Linked DNA regions of Zea mays: region 2 is linked to region 1. The links are chromatin contacts, called in public Hi-C maps. All regions are on one chromosome and are shown on one strand. The core of a region is the stretch at or near the end of the contact, and the rest is flanking DNA. Distances in the headings are between cores, read along the strand shown. Region 1 holds the start of LOC100193155 (U3 small nucleolar ribonucleoprotein protein IMP3-like). Region 2 holds the start of LOC100283809.

What was found. A called contact is a pair of places that touch in the nucleus more often than the background predicts.
Region 2: a contact with region 1 is called in a Hi-C map of tassel, with 1.7 times the contacts expected there. The contact joins the promoter of LOC100283809 here to the promoter of LOC100193155 in region 1. A contact is called at or near these places in 2 of 25 Hi-C or Micro-C datasets (ear and tassel).

What each region holds. Positions count from the first base shown.
Region 1 is chr6:125,624,660-125,631,909 of Zm-B73-REFERENCE-NAM-5.0, reverse strand. LOC100193155 (U3 small nucleolar ribonucleoprotein protein IMP3-like) reads left to right here and starts at 3,996. Exons shown (of 5, transcript NM_001416316.1): 1 at 3,996-4,296; 2 at 4,433-4,572; 3 at 4,724-4,831; 4 at 5,972-6,046; 5 at 6,292-6,768. The coding sequence starts at 4,439. The coding sequence ends at 6,523.
Region 2 is chr6:126,044,700-126,051,551 of Zm-B73-REFERENCE-NAM-5.0, reverse strand. LOC100283809 reads right to left here and starts at 4,631. Exons shown (of 3, transcript NM_001156707.2): 1 at 4,396-4,631; 2 at 4,211-4,316. The coding sequence starts at 4,552.

The DNA of each region.
Region 1 (7,250 bases), core at 2,747-5,246:
TTGATGTTGCATTTCTATTTGTTGCTTTTTGATGTGTTGGCATAAATCACCAAAAAGGGGGAGATTGAAAGGGAAATGTGCCCTTGGGCCATTTCTAGTATATTTTGGTGATGAAGTGCCCAACACATATTGAGTGAGTAATTATATGCCAAATGATGGATGAAGTGCAAATCGACAAGAAGGTATGGTTCTAGACTTAGTACATTGGTTTTTATGTACTAATATATTTGTCTAAGTGCTAGAATTAGGAAAAGAAAAGGATTGGAAAAGAGTTGGCTGTGTACAGCCAACTGCTGCTCAGTCTGGGTGCACCGGACAGTGTCCGGTGTGCCAGGCTGGGCTCTGGCGAACTGGCCATTCTTGGGAATTCGTCGGCGGCGTACGACTATAATTCACCGGACTGTCTGGTGGTGCATCGGACTGTCCGGTGAGCCAACGGCCGCCAGCGCAACGGTCGGTCGCGCAATCCGGGCGCGACGCGTGGCCCATGCCAACGGCCGGCTGGGGGCACCGGACTGTCCGGTGCGCCAACCAGCCCGAAGATCCAACGGTCGGCTGCGCCAGGAATGGAAGGAGATCCGCACCGGACATGCTACAGTAGTTGTCCGGTGGTGCACCGGACTGTCCGATGCGCCACCCGTCAGAAGGCAAGAATTGCCTTCCTTGTTGGGTTCCAACAGCTCCTAGCTGCCTTGGGGCTATAAAAGGGACTCCTAGGCGCATGGAGGAGTCACCCAAGCATTCCTTGATCATTCCTAAGCACCAAGACTCCATTCTCGTGCATTCGATTCTTTGAGATAGTGACTTGAGCACCATTTGAGTAGAGAACTCCTCGAGTTGTGTTGTGAGCTCAAGTTGTGGCTTTGTGTGTGTGATTGTGCTCTTGCTTTGAGTCTTGTGTGTGTTGCTTTTCCCACCCTTACTTCCGTGCTTCTTTGTGATCATCAATTGTAAGGGCGAGAGGCTCCAAGTTGTGGAGATTCCTCGCAATCGGGAAAGAGTATAAGAAAGAAAAACACCGTGGTATTCAAGTCGATCATTGGATCACTTGAGAGGGGTTGAGTGCAACCCTCATCCATTGGGACGCCACAACGTGGAGTAGGCAAGTGTTATACTTGGCCGAACCACGGGATAAATCTCCGTGTCTCTTGTACTTGTTTTCTCTGGGACCATTGTGTTTCACAAGAGCTTGGTCCTAAGTCACTTGATTCTATTGTGCTAACACTTAACCAAGTTTTGTGGCTACAAGTATTTGATTTTTACAGGATCACCTATTCACCCCCCTCTAGGTGCTCTCAGTTAGTGCCTTGCCTTTGCTCCTCCCCTTTTTGGGTTCAACCATAGTTGGACAGTTGTCCCTGAAGTGACCCTTCTCCCCGCATGTGAAACATCCTTTCTTTCCTTGCCTTTTCCTGTCAATGTTAAAGAGAAGATCCTCTACCTGTAGGGGCACACCCATTAGATTAATCTTGCGGATCATCCCCATTACCTTTTCGACGCGTCAGATTGTTTCTTCGTCCTTGGAGGATGATTATCTTCATCATCATCACTTTCTTCTTCCTCCTCTTCTTCACTTGAGGGACTTGGAGTGGGAGCCTTCCTTTTACCCTTACTTTCATCACATGCAAAAGCATATGGCCTTGAAAAAGTTGACTCCTCTCCCCGACACATTTTTCGCGACGTCTCAAAGGCCGCAATTATCCCAATTACAATGGTCGGGGTCATTGTACTCAAGTCCTCCATGTTGTGAAGAATAGTGATGATGCTCTCATATCTTTGGTAGTAGGGAGATAATCTTCCTCATAATGTCCACATCACCTAGCTTATTTATGCCAATATAATTGAGCTCATTGATGATTAGATTCAAACGAGAATACATATTTCTAACAAGCTCATTATCTTTCATAGCAAAAGAATTATACTCATTTAAGGCTAGGCAATGTTTTTGCTCATGGACATTGGATGTGCCATCATGGAGCTCATGCAATTTTAGCCAAATCTCATTAGCAGTTTTTAATGTAAAAACTTTATTGAAAATATTTATGCTAAGACATTCATACAAGTAATTTTTCGCTCTAGCATTTAAATGAATCTCTTTTCCCTCGCTCGTGGTGGGTTTCTCGAGATTTTTGGGGGGTTTCATCCTATCACGAGTGACTCGCCAAACACCTAGATCAACGACCTATAGGTAACAAGCCATTCTAGCAATATAATATGGGAAGTTTGTGCCGTCGAAGTGTGGTGGCCTATGGGTATCCATCCTCTTTCTCTAAAAGCGTCGGCTCTTTTAACGGTGAAGCTAAAATGTTTCAAATGAGACAAACCATGCTATGATACCAATTGAAGAAAATATGTGACACCTAAGAGGGTGTGGATTAGGACTTCTAAAAGTTTCACTAAACTAGGCCACAAATAAATCCCTAGAGCAAAACCTATGCAAATAATCAAACTAGAATGTGCAGACTAGGTTTTGTCTAAGTGTTGCTATCTCTACCGTAATGTCTAAGTTCCAATCCTAAATAATATAAGTATAAAGCCAAGATTGAAACTTAAATGCTTAATATAAATACGGAAGCTAAAGAGCAAGGTAGAGATGCAAACTCTCGTGGATGACGCCGATGTTTTTATTGAGTTATCCAGAACCACGCAAGGTCCTGACTAATCCTCGTTGGTGAGTCTTAGGGACTCGGACGATGAACTCGGGGCGCAGGGTTTATACCGGTTCATACTGGTTCAAGTTCACACTGTACTCCATTGTAGTGTTGATCGTAGTACTGCTTGGAGTGTGTTACAACTGGTGTACTTGTGTGTCTTTTGTCAGAGGAAGAGGGTCTTTCCCTTTTATATCCTAAGGACCTGACCTTACATTGCTATTTCTTTAGAGAGATAATAAAGAAAGAAGAAATCCTTTGTCCGTTGCAGCGGGTCCCTTTCTCCTGGTCATGCGAAGAAGCACTCCTGGGCATGGCGCCACCTGTCGCTTCTGTCCTTACAGCGGGTCTGTGGATGATGTCCCCGAGGTGATGCGCGACAGGCCCCATGGTTGAGTCTCGGGGCTCGACTGACACAACATGGTTCCCTCCCGCCATTGTGGGCCCCAAGTTGTCCTTCCGCGCGTATGGATTGGTCCATTCGATATGGCACCTATCTTGTCGTTTCCGCCATACCGGCTATTGTAGAGGCTCCGGCGCTGAGTTCGTCGGAGAGTTGTGTCTGTGTCTTATCGCCTGGGCTTCTGGCGCCACGCACTGTCGTGGTCGATGTATGTTTGTGGCTTTGGCTCGACGCTTAGACTTGCTCGACGGGGAAGCTGGTCGCCCGCTTCGCCTCACAGACTTACTTGGCGGGGGCCTCGGTCGTTCGCTACGTAGACTTGCTTGGCGGGAGACTTGCTCGATGGACACATTAACATTTGGGTTGGACACGTTAACATTTGGGTATCGTCGTTTGGTGGACTGCATAAATGCGTATTTAGATTCCTTTGTATATTCTTGTTGGAGTTAGCCTGACAGAACTATTGCAATTGGGAGATGGTAGCCGCCTTTTTTTAGTTGAGGGGATAAGAGCATCTCTAAGAGCTCCTCAGAAGTCTCCCCTAAATCAATTTTTTGGGAAAAACATAAAACATGTCTCCAACAGTTCCCTTAAAGTGCTTCCAACTTTTTCATAACACTTAAAACTTCCTTATTTGTAGCTACAAATAGGGTTTTTTGGGCTCCCTATAAATAATTTGCCGCTTTAAGGGATCTGTTGGAGAAATGATTAAAATTTACGCCACAAATTTTTTAGATATCCTTTAAAACTGATTTTTAGGGGTCATTTTCTCGGATATTGGAGATGCTTTGAAAGTTAACTTTTGTATGGAATTTTGCCTCTTTCCTCGCAGGTAACAGGTGCCCAGCGTTTGCGGACCCGTTTCAGCCCACGGGCGCCTACGGTGCTTGAAATTTAGGTCCAGTATCAATTTATGCCCACAAACCACAATGCCAGCCCATGTATCAAACCCTAGGTGTCATCGAGTCCAGCGTCAACAGGCAACAGGTGTCCCAGCCGCGCGCCGCACGCCCTGTTGCCTTCTCTCGACTTCGAGAGCACCGCCGCACGGCATAACGCTCGCACGGCCGAGCCCCGACATTCTACCGCACTCCCTCCGCTGCACCCCTTTCCATTCTACCGCCGGCGACGCCAAAGTTCTTGGGCCTCCTCATCGGCGACTTTTCCGCCGGCGACAGGAAACAACGAACCAAACCACTTCTCTGTCGAGAGGCGTCGCGCTCCTCTCTTCGCCCTCTGCTGGTACTGACTGCGCTGGCTTAAATTGATTACGTCTATTTCTTGTATCGTTGGCAAGTAATCCTCGCCTTACTTGTTCGTGTTGTTCTTCCGGCAGTTATTTTTCTTAACCCGGCTTTCTCTCGATTGCTGCGTAAAGTTGAAGATGAGGAAGCTCAAGTTCCATGAGCAGAAGCTCCTCAAGAGGCACAATTTCTTGGAGTACAAGAGGGAGGGCGGCCACCGCGAGGCGCTCGTCACACAGCGCTACCGCCTCGTGGAGAGGGACGACTACAAGAAGTGGGTTTTTTCTATCCCCGCTATCTCTTGCTTGCCTGTTTAATCATCTCTGTAGTTTGTATTGGATCAGTAGTAGGATTGCTTTATGTTGAATTCTCAACGAAGCATTTGATCAAGGATACACTGAAAATTTTGGACTGTTGGGTGGCAGGTACAATGGGATATGCTTAATGGTGCAAAAGCTCGTTAACATCATAAAGCAGATGGACCCAAGAGACCCTTTCAGAATCCAGATGACAGACTTGATTCTCGATAAGCTGTAAGACTGCTAGTTCACTTTACTTGATCGTGAGATTGTATATACCATTGGTTATGTAAATTTTGAGCTGGGGTTACATCCTCAAGTACCAAAATCTTACAAGTTCGCCTCCTGTGTAGCTATTGATTGTATCTTTGACTGCTTGTAGAGTTAACGGTATTGAACTTCACCTGTACCTGTTTGTAGTATGTAAGGAAAGGCATACTGCTGTTTCCTTTACTACCTCACATATATAGGAACATTTTATAATTGCATTCTCGAATCCTGTGTTTTCCTGTGAAATTGAGATGGTTCTTGTGAAATTTCTGTGTTTCAAATGGGCCCTCAGTGTGTTGAGGTATCTACATATGAATTGTTTGACTGGTTGCTCAGAACTCACTGCAGTGTAAATGTGCCAAAGGTTGCTTGGATATCTGAAATCATGAGATTTCTAATTATATTTCCTGCGTTCCAAATGGACCCTCAGTGTGTTGAGGTATCTACATATGAATTGTTTGACTGGTTCCTCAGAACTTACTCCAGTGTAACTGTGGCAAAGGTTGCTTGGATATCTGAAATCATGAGATTTCTAATTATATGTTTGTATTCTTCCTATGTCTGGTCATACAATCCAATATTGAACTTCACTGCGAAAGAGTCTCTAGCCGATTTGGTTAGGTGGTCTGAGTAGCACTCCTCAGGTTCTGAGTTCGAATCCAGTGGGAGCGAATTTTAGGCTGAGGTTAAAAAAGGTCACTCGCTGGTTCCCATGGTTGTGTGCACGCGAGATGGACTGACCTATGGGGGCGGATCCTCTTGTAGGGGCTAGGAGGGCTCAAAGCATGAGTAAAGATCTGTCCTAAAGGGGGCGCATCCGTTGCATGGGGGGCAGCTTTTCTGACCTTTCTGGGGCTCTGATTGAAATTCTTCTTAACATAATACTGTGGGGGCAGTATTTTCCTTACCGGCCGAGTTTTTTTAATATTGAACTTCACTAGTACTATCATAATTTCTTCATCTGCATTGGACTTCATTGCCATTGCCTGTCATCTGTAATAGTGGTCGTTCCCTGATTGTGGCAATGGATTGATTTTTTTAAAAGAAACCACTATTCAGTGAGCTACTTATTTTTGTGGTCTGATGGAGCTACTTAAATTTCAGGTATAATATGGGTGTAATTTCAACAAAAGAGAGCTTGTTAAAGTGTGAGAAACTTTCAGTGAGCGCCTTCTGCAGGTCTCTTCCTCCCTCTCCCTCTTCCTCTCCTCCCTAGCAATCTGGCACGTTTGTTTTCCTTTATAGGATGTTGTGTTCTAGCCATCTCACTTCAGCTCAAGTGTTCTTTCTTGGCTAAGGTCTGCAACTCTTTGGTAGAGTATATCATATTATTCACTTTGCTAGCCGCTTTTATGGTAAGGTAGAACAAGTAGGAAACAATGACATGTGCAGTTCCATTTACCTTGTTTACTCAATTCTTGCAGGCGGAGACTTGCAACAGTTATGGTGAAGCTCAAGTTTGCAGAGCACCTTAAGGAGGCTGTGACGTACATCGAACAGGGGCACGTGCGTGTCGGTCCAGATGCAGTCACGGACCCAGCCTTTCTTGTGACCAGAAACATGGAGGACTTCATCACCTGGGTGGATTCCTCAAAGATCAAGAGGAAGGTCATGGAGTACAATGATGCATTAGATGATTATGATGCCATGTTCTGAGAAAATAATTCTGCAGAAATTTATGTGCCCGTCAGTAGTGTAATCTTAAGCCTGCCACATATGGGTCTTTTCTGAACAAATCTGTGGGAGTTGTCTTCTGCATGGCTACTTGCATTTGTATTGCACCTGCAGATGTGATGCAATTTTGTGGTTGGTTGAAGGCACATTATAAATTCATATCTGATGTAGTTGTGCAATTGTCTTTGTTAAAGAGCGGGTTTGCCCGGATTTCCCCTAGTCTGAAATTCCTGCACCATGTTTCGTTTTGCAGTTCGTTTGTGCTTGCCGGCATTATTACGTCTAGAGATTAATTTAGCGCCACAATTTCAATAGGTCATTAATAATGGCAGCAGCGGAGTCGGCTGTTACTGCCAGACGCTTTCAGCCTAGGCTCCTAGCCAGTGTTTGGCTAACAAATAAAAGGTAAACGATAGACTGATTTCAATTCACACTTCCACTTCAACTCACACTTTCACGGGCATTTCCAAAGAAAAAAAAAAGGTAAACATCGCTGCGTATGCACGACACACGTTCGCTTCAATTCACTTTCACGAGCATTGCCAAAGAAAAACAAAGAAAGCGAAAATAATCCCAGAGAAGCACTGTAACAAAACATGCCTTGCGCAAACTGATAATGAAAAGCTTTGTCAATTGACATGAACTTACAACAGTGTTATATACGCCTTTTGACGGTACAACACTACTTGTAAACTTCTATTTTAAGCTT
Region 2 (6,852 bases), core at 3,382-5,881, 420 kb before region 1:
TAATCAGCTAAACATGAATGTGATTTAGTCCCCGCTGTTTTATTCTCCTTGTCTGCCTCCCTCACATCAAAATTCTGGACCATACAACTCTTCAATAGGACATCCAAAGTGTTGAACTAATAAGAGCTACAAATGAAGCATGGACACAATTATTTTATTTGAGGAAACTCTCGATTGACACTACACTGGCAATTCTAGACTAAGCAGGTCCACCAGGTAGGAAACAACAAAATTACATTCTCAGTGATATGCAGTTATCATCAGATCAACTAATCATCACCAAGACAGCCAAACTTTAACTCAATCACTAATAAATGGGCATTAAGTCACGACTCTTTACTAAGCAAAGGGATGGAGAAGACAAATCAGTAAAGTACTTAGGAGGCTTACACACTGCTAAACTCTTACCTTGCCAGCATTAAACTATCCAATTGGGCTCAAGTTTAACATTTATAAACATATCCCATGACAATGGTCGAGCCAGTAAACTAGGGCAAATTTGCATGACCAGTAAGGCAGCAACCTTACCTACCAACATAGAAGAATAATAAAGCATGACAAAACCATCAAGGTGTACACGTTAGATGACTATTAAGCAAAAATGGAAATGACTACTAGTCCTATAGGAGTTTGTTGTACAAGGCAACACAGAATATACAATGAAACATAAACTCTATTGCTTTTTATGGTGTGGGGAAAGAAAGAAAGAAAGAGAGGATCCCCACATGATTCATTAGTTAGCAGAGCTGTTTGGCAGCATGGAAAACATGAAGTTCTGCAGTTCTGCAAAATATGATAGTGAACCCTATGTACCAACAACATACATAGCTTGTTCAAGTTATCTTGACATGCACTTAAGTTTTGTTAATCATAGCATGTAGTTTAGTCCCCATGGCCCTATTGTCCTTGTCTGACTCCCTCACACCAAAATTAATATACATGGACCACAAAACTCTTAATCAATAGAAAAAAAACGAAGTGCCAAATAAACAGCTAAAGGAGGCACACGTGCCCTTAAATTTGATGATATTTTTAACTAGCATCACCCTTGTAATTCTTGAGTCAAGAGGCCCATAAGGCAGTAAACACCAAATATACCATTCTCGTGTCATGCAGTTTTGCCATCACATGATTAACTATATGTGTTACCAAGACAACCAGATTTTAATTCATTCTTACTAAGGCCTTGTTCGTTTGTGTCGGATTACACCCGGAATCGTTCCAGCTAATCAAAGTTTATATAAATTAGAGAAGCAATCCGGTTAGGAATCGTTCCGACCCACCAATCCGGCACAAACGAACAAGGCCTAAGCCTTATTTCTTTACTAAGCAAAGGGATGGATGAGTCAAATGGGTAAAGTAACTATGATGGTTTACAACTTGTTACAGTACACGTAGTTGATCCTTAGTTCCTTACCTTGCCAAAATTAAACAATAATCTAATTAGACTCATGTCCAATACTTGGTACAACCAGTAAACTAGTAGAAATCAGCACTGTTGGAATTTGTGAAACCCTTGTTGTATTGCATAGAGGATGATTATATATATATATAGACCCAGAGGAAACCATAACCATAATGGGCCGACAGCCCAACAGTGGTGCCAGCCCACCTACACATACATATAGGAACAAACACTAACATCCCCCCACAGTGGCAACGGGAGCACCACAAATGATGAGACTAGAGCAGAAGCCGAAGGTAGGAGCGGACGGGTTGAAATCCCCCGTAGTCGCAGTGTGGTAAGGGTGCGAACGATGAGACTGGAGCAGAAGCTGAAGGTAGGAGCCGACGGGTTGAAATCCCCCCCACAGTCGTACCGACGTGAGGGTGCGAGTGTTGCGGTTGGAGTAGAGATTGGTGTGCATTCCAAGTAGATGATAGTTCCTGAATGCCGAGGTAGCTGAAGTCGAGGTGGTGGGCTGCTGTGGCTTGGAGACACCCAGCAATAGCCTCGTTCTTTGGGGGTCATCTTTGGGGGTCGACGTTTGAGCGTCAATGATCGACGGGATCACGGGACGACGCAAAAGGGACAACAACAGCCTCATGAGCCTTCTTGCTTCTTTCCGCGGCCGGTCGTCGAGGAGCCCCGCTAGGGAAGCCAGTGGCAACACACGCGTCTGCGCTGGTCAGGGTGGCCGCGCGACGACGGCGGAACAGAAGGGGCAACAGCGGATCCGGCCGGGAAGGCCACGATAGCGACGGATCCAGCCATGAAGATGACGATCCGACCAAAGAGACGGCAGATCTAGTCGGGAACGGCGCAACAACGGTGGATCTAGCCGGGAAGGTCGCGGCAGCGACAGATCCAACGTTGGCGACAACGAAGAAGGGGGCGGCAGCGGGTCCAACCAGGCAGGGACTGCACCGGATCTAACCAGGCAGGGGGACAACACCGATGACGGAAGAAGCTTGAAGAAGTGGGAGGCGTTGTGCTCAGGCGAGGCGTGGGACAACGCAGTGCCAGCCATGGCAGGGGAGAGGCTGGCCCTGGGCGCCAACATCCTGCTCGCCGGAGCAGGAAACATGGTGGCGGCGGCCATGGGGGACAGAGCACTGGCTGCCATGGGGGCGAAAGATGCAGCGTCGTAGGAGGCGACGCCGGTGAGACCCCAGGTGGGCGCAACCGCGACCAGGATGGAGTCAGGGGCTGGAAGCAGGCCGACGGTGCTTGGGAGAAGGGGCTCACCACCGACAGCGTAGAAGAGAGGGGAGGGTCACAATCGGCCGTCGACAGCACAACACAGATGGGGGGAGCCACATAGCCACACTAGAGGGAGAGGAGGGTGTCGGCGCGGTCCCTTGCACGTCGGTCGGAGGGAGCGAGTCGTGGGCCTACGCCCCGCACAACATGGTGGGGCTTGGAGAGGTGCCGCCACGGCCGGCTGCATCAGCATGTACCCAGGACATCTCGGCTCGGGCTCCAGCAGTTCCGACGCGGCCCGCCGCCCCGGTGGCTTGTCCGAGGAGGTCGAGGAAGGTAGCGAGGTCTCGGCAGGGAGCTCCACGGGGCGGGGCGTCGGGACCGTGGTCTTGTTTGGACGCACGATGACGAGCCTGCCCGACGACGCTGTCCGACGGTGGTGGTACGAGTAGCCCAACTCGTCGTCCTCTCGGTCCTCTACGGTGTCGGCTTCAGAGCACGATGGTGGTGCCGGCCAGGGGAGAGAGGGGAGGCTGGCAGCTTGAATGGGGGTGCCGCCCCCGGGAGGGAAGGATGAGTCTCCTGGGGACGACAGCGCGGTAACTGTGGGGAAGGAGGTCGGCGGCTGTAGGGGTGCTGGCGGCTGAGAGTTGGGAGGGAGAAGGGGTGAACCTAGCCGATACCATGTAAGAATTTGTGAAACCCTTATTGTATTGCATAGAGGATGGTTACATATATATAGACCTAGGGGAAACCCAAACCCTAACCCTAATAGGCCGGCAGCCCAACAGCGGTGCCAGCCCACCTACACATACATAACACACACTCTAACAAGCATGAACAGTAAATCACCAGCCAGAAGAAGAGTAAAGAAAGATAAGACAAGATGCAATCAGCTCTGCATTCTCTGAATAGGTCACACTAATCATACCATGTGAACAGTTAGGTAAAAAAGTGGAAGAACATTCTAAAATCAGATTAATAGTTGTTGCGTTAGAAGGTGAAATTCTAAATTCTCGCGCTTGTGTGTTTTGAACCACTGAACAATTGACATAAAAGACAGAACAGTGATGCATGCTACAAAACATAGTAAGGCCATCTTCTGATGGGCCATGTGTCAAATTCTTGTGGATATAATTCCCAATGAGAATATGTGAACTCCAACAAAGACCCATGGAATGATGGAAGTTGCTGGTTCTCACTAGATTATTAGATGCAAATATTTTGTTTTATCCTAAACACTAACTGTGGCGGGAATACCGAGGGTAAAATCAAATCCATCGGAAAGCCCTTTGCTCTGAAGTTTTAGGCATTTAGGAACTAGTATAAGCATTTATTACAGCAAACGAAACTACTGCAGAACTCATAAATGAACAATGGGGGCAGAGGGAGAGCCGAAAAACGTAGTACAGATTCTAAATAGCATCAATCCATGACAGATTTCACTGGTTAAGCAATCTGTGAATGGCTGCCTAAAAGTAACAAGCGGGCTATTGTCTTACAGGTGAAAGCCTGAAAGGGGAAAGAAGATGACGATTGTCGAAAGTGGAAAGTAAGCATAGGAACCTGGAGTAATGGAGCGACCAATAGAAATACTGGCAGATCTTCTCGAGGATGTTGGTGGGGATCTCTGGGAAGCGGACCTCGCCCTGGCGCGTCTCAGAGAAGCCGCCTGTGGGGAAGACGAGAGGGATGGATGTGATGCGAGGACGGCGCGCTGATGGGAATGGAAGAGGTGAAGAGTACCCTACCTGGGGATGTGAGCATGTTGCGGAGGGTGTTGGAGACCATGGCGGCCTTCCTGTCAACAACGAATTCGAAGCCCTCGGCGCTGATGAGCTTGACAACGCCTGCGGTATCGTCGTCCTCTTCGTCCTGGGGCTGGTGGTGCTCACGCGGCGGCGGCATCCTGCGACCTTGAGTGTCTGCGACGGATTGGTTTGGGGTTGAGGCAATGAGGCTGGTGACTGGTGTGGTTTGCTCTCACAAGTCACAAATAGCGTGTTGAATCTCCCGATATGACGTGGGCCATGTTTGGTTCAGCTGTGTTCTGACCAGCTTTTCTAAGAATCTGGCTGTGAGGATAATCTGGCTGTGGGAAGAATCTGAGTATTATTAGGATTATGTGCGGAGGAAGATAAAGATGTTCATAGGGCTCAGGATCTAGAAAGTGACGGATTCCTACTATTGCAACAACTCAACCGATTATATGTTTATATTGATTTTGAATAGTTTTTATCTAAACAAATTTTATAGAAGCTGACTGAAAAGCTGACGCGTTTGGCAGTCCGTAGCAACTTTTGGTGGCCAGAAGCTGCAAAAAGCTGAAACAAACTGGGGCATATATTGTTGGGCTGAGCCGGCTCAGTGATTTGGCGAGCTCGCCAATGAGGCTCGACTCTCGTGAGCCGGCTCGTGAGCTATCTACTCGGCTTCATAAAAAAAAACTAAACTACAAATAGAATAAAAAAAATGCAGCAATCATAGTCCATGAACAAATTGAAAGTTCATAACTATAAAATGAAATTATAGCTTGCTGCACAGGACACAAAGTCACACACCATAACTATAGACTGTAATTATAGTTTGCAACACAGTATACAGCCATAGAGCATTATATAATACCAAAAGTGTAGCTCATAATTCAAAGAAAAAACATCCAGCAGGCAGCATACACACAGAACCATAACTCCATAAGAGTAAGCTTGCTGGCTTGCTGTACACACACTCGATACTTCAATTCACTCTATACTCAGTCTCAGCATTCAATAATATCATACCTTCATTTCAGTCTGCACTATGCAGCAGCAACACACTCAACACGCCACTATGCCTGATCACCTGTCATGTGACCCCTATCCACCATACCAGGTCACCAATTCACCAGTATTGTACTCCCTCCGTTCCTTAATATATGTCGTCCGTTAGTACAAATTTGAACTATTAGGCGACAAATAAAAAGAAACGGAGGGAGTATAACACATCGTCACACTCACATAGTCACACGCCAAAGCCATTACTGCTTGTTGTTGCTGACTTGCTCCAATGCTCCTTGCTGGATGCATGGCTTGTAAACACTTGCCTGGCTTACTGTTGCTGACACACAGACACACACTCACACGATTGCTGACTGGTCGCCTGGCTTGCACTTACACCTGAACAAGAAAGCAGTGTGGGGCCTCGGCGAACAGGGTTGAAGGCCATGCGCTCGTGCGTCCGTGAGGGGCTTATCTTCGCTCCTAAGGTAGGATGGCAGGGCGCCTCGACAACCGGCAAGGAGGCAACCCTCTGCGCGGCGACGGCGGTGGCGTGCCCGGAGAAGAGAAGAAGCAGACGGCGGCACGCCTCGCTTAATCGGTTAGACTCAATCGTCTTCTTTATTTATCCTCTATATCTCTACATGTGTCTTGCTCTCCAACAACATTCTTTAAATCACGTCCTCTATACACAAATAACTACATTAGAGACATTTTTATTTTTAAATTTTTGTACATACATATTTGTCAAACTCTCAAATATATTGTACATATTTTAGTTTTGCTAAACCGGTTGTTTAAAGTATTCAAATGGATAGAGTGACTGTTTAGAGAAACTCTACATATAGAGAATTCAGCAACATCCTCTACATTTAGATGATCATTTAGAGGACGCCGTTGGAGAAAGTAGAGTATCATTCGATCCTCTATATTTAGGCTAGAGGAGCCTTTACAGACTCTATTGGAGAGAGCCTCAGGCTTAGGGTTTGGGCATTGGGAATTTGGGATTGAGCATAAGCTGTTGGGCCGCAAGGCCGCATCCTATCCCAGGCGTATCGTGCAAGCTCTCTACTCTGGTTGGCCAGCTCACACGAGCTCGGTTCAGCTCGGGGAATTTCTGAGCTCACAAAATAGGCTCGACTCGTTGCGGGCTCACGAGCCGAGCCTCGCCTCGCCGAGCTGCATCAAGCCCTAGCCATTTTCCTCCCTAGCTGGGTGCATCCGGTAAAGAACGGGACGATTGTACGTAGAGGTGTTAGACTAGCTCCAGCAACAACCTGTATGCGAATGCAGCCTTTTTCATGTCCAGCAGCAACCGCTAAAAGGAACTCTAAAATAGAGGACCAGCAAAACATCCGCTATCCATGGAGGCTCTGTTATCCGACGTTGGGCTGGTGTTGTGCATTGTACGAAACCACCTAGAACCAAGCAAAAGTACCTTTTTTCATTTTA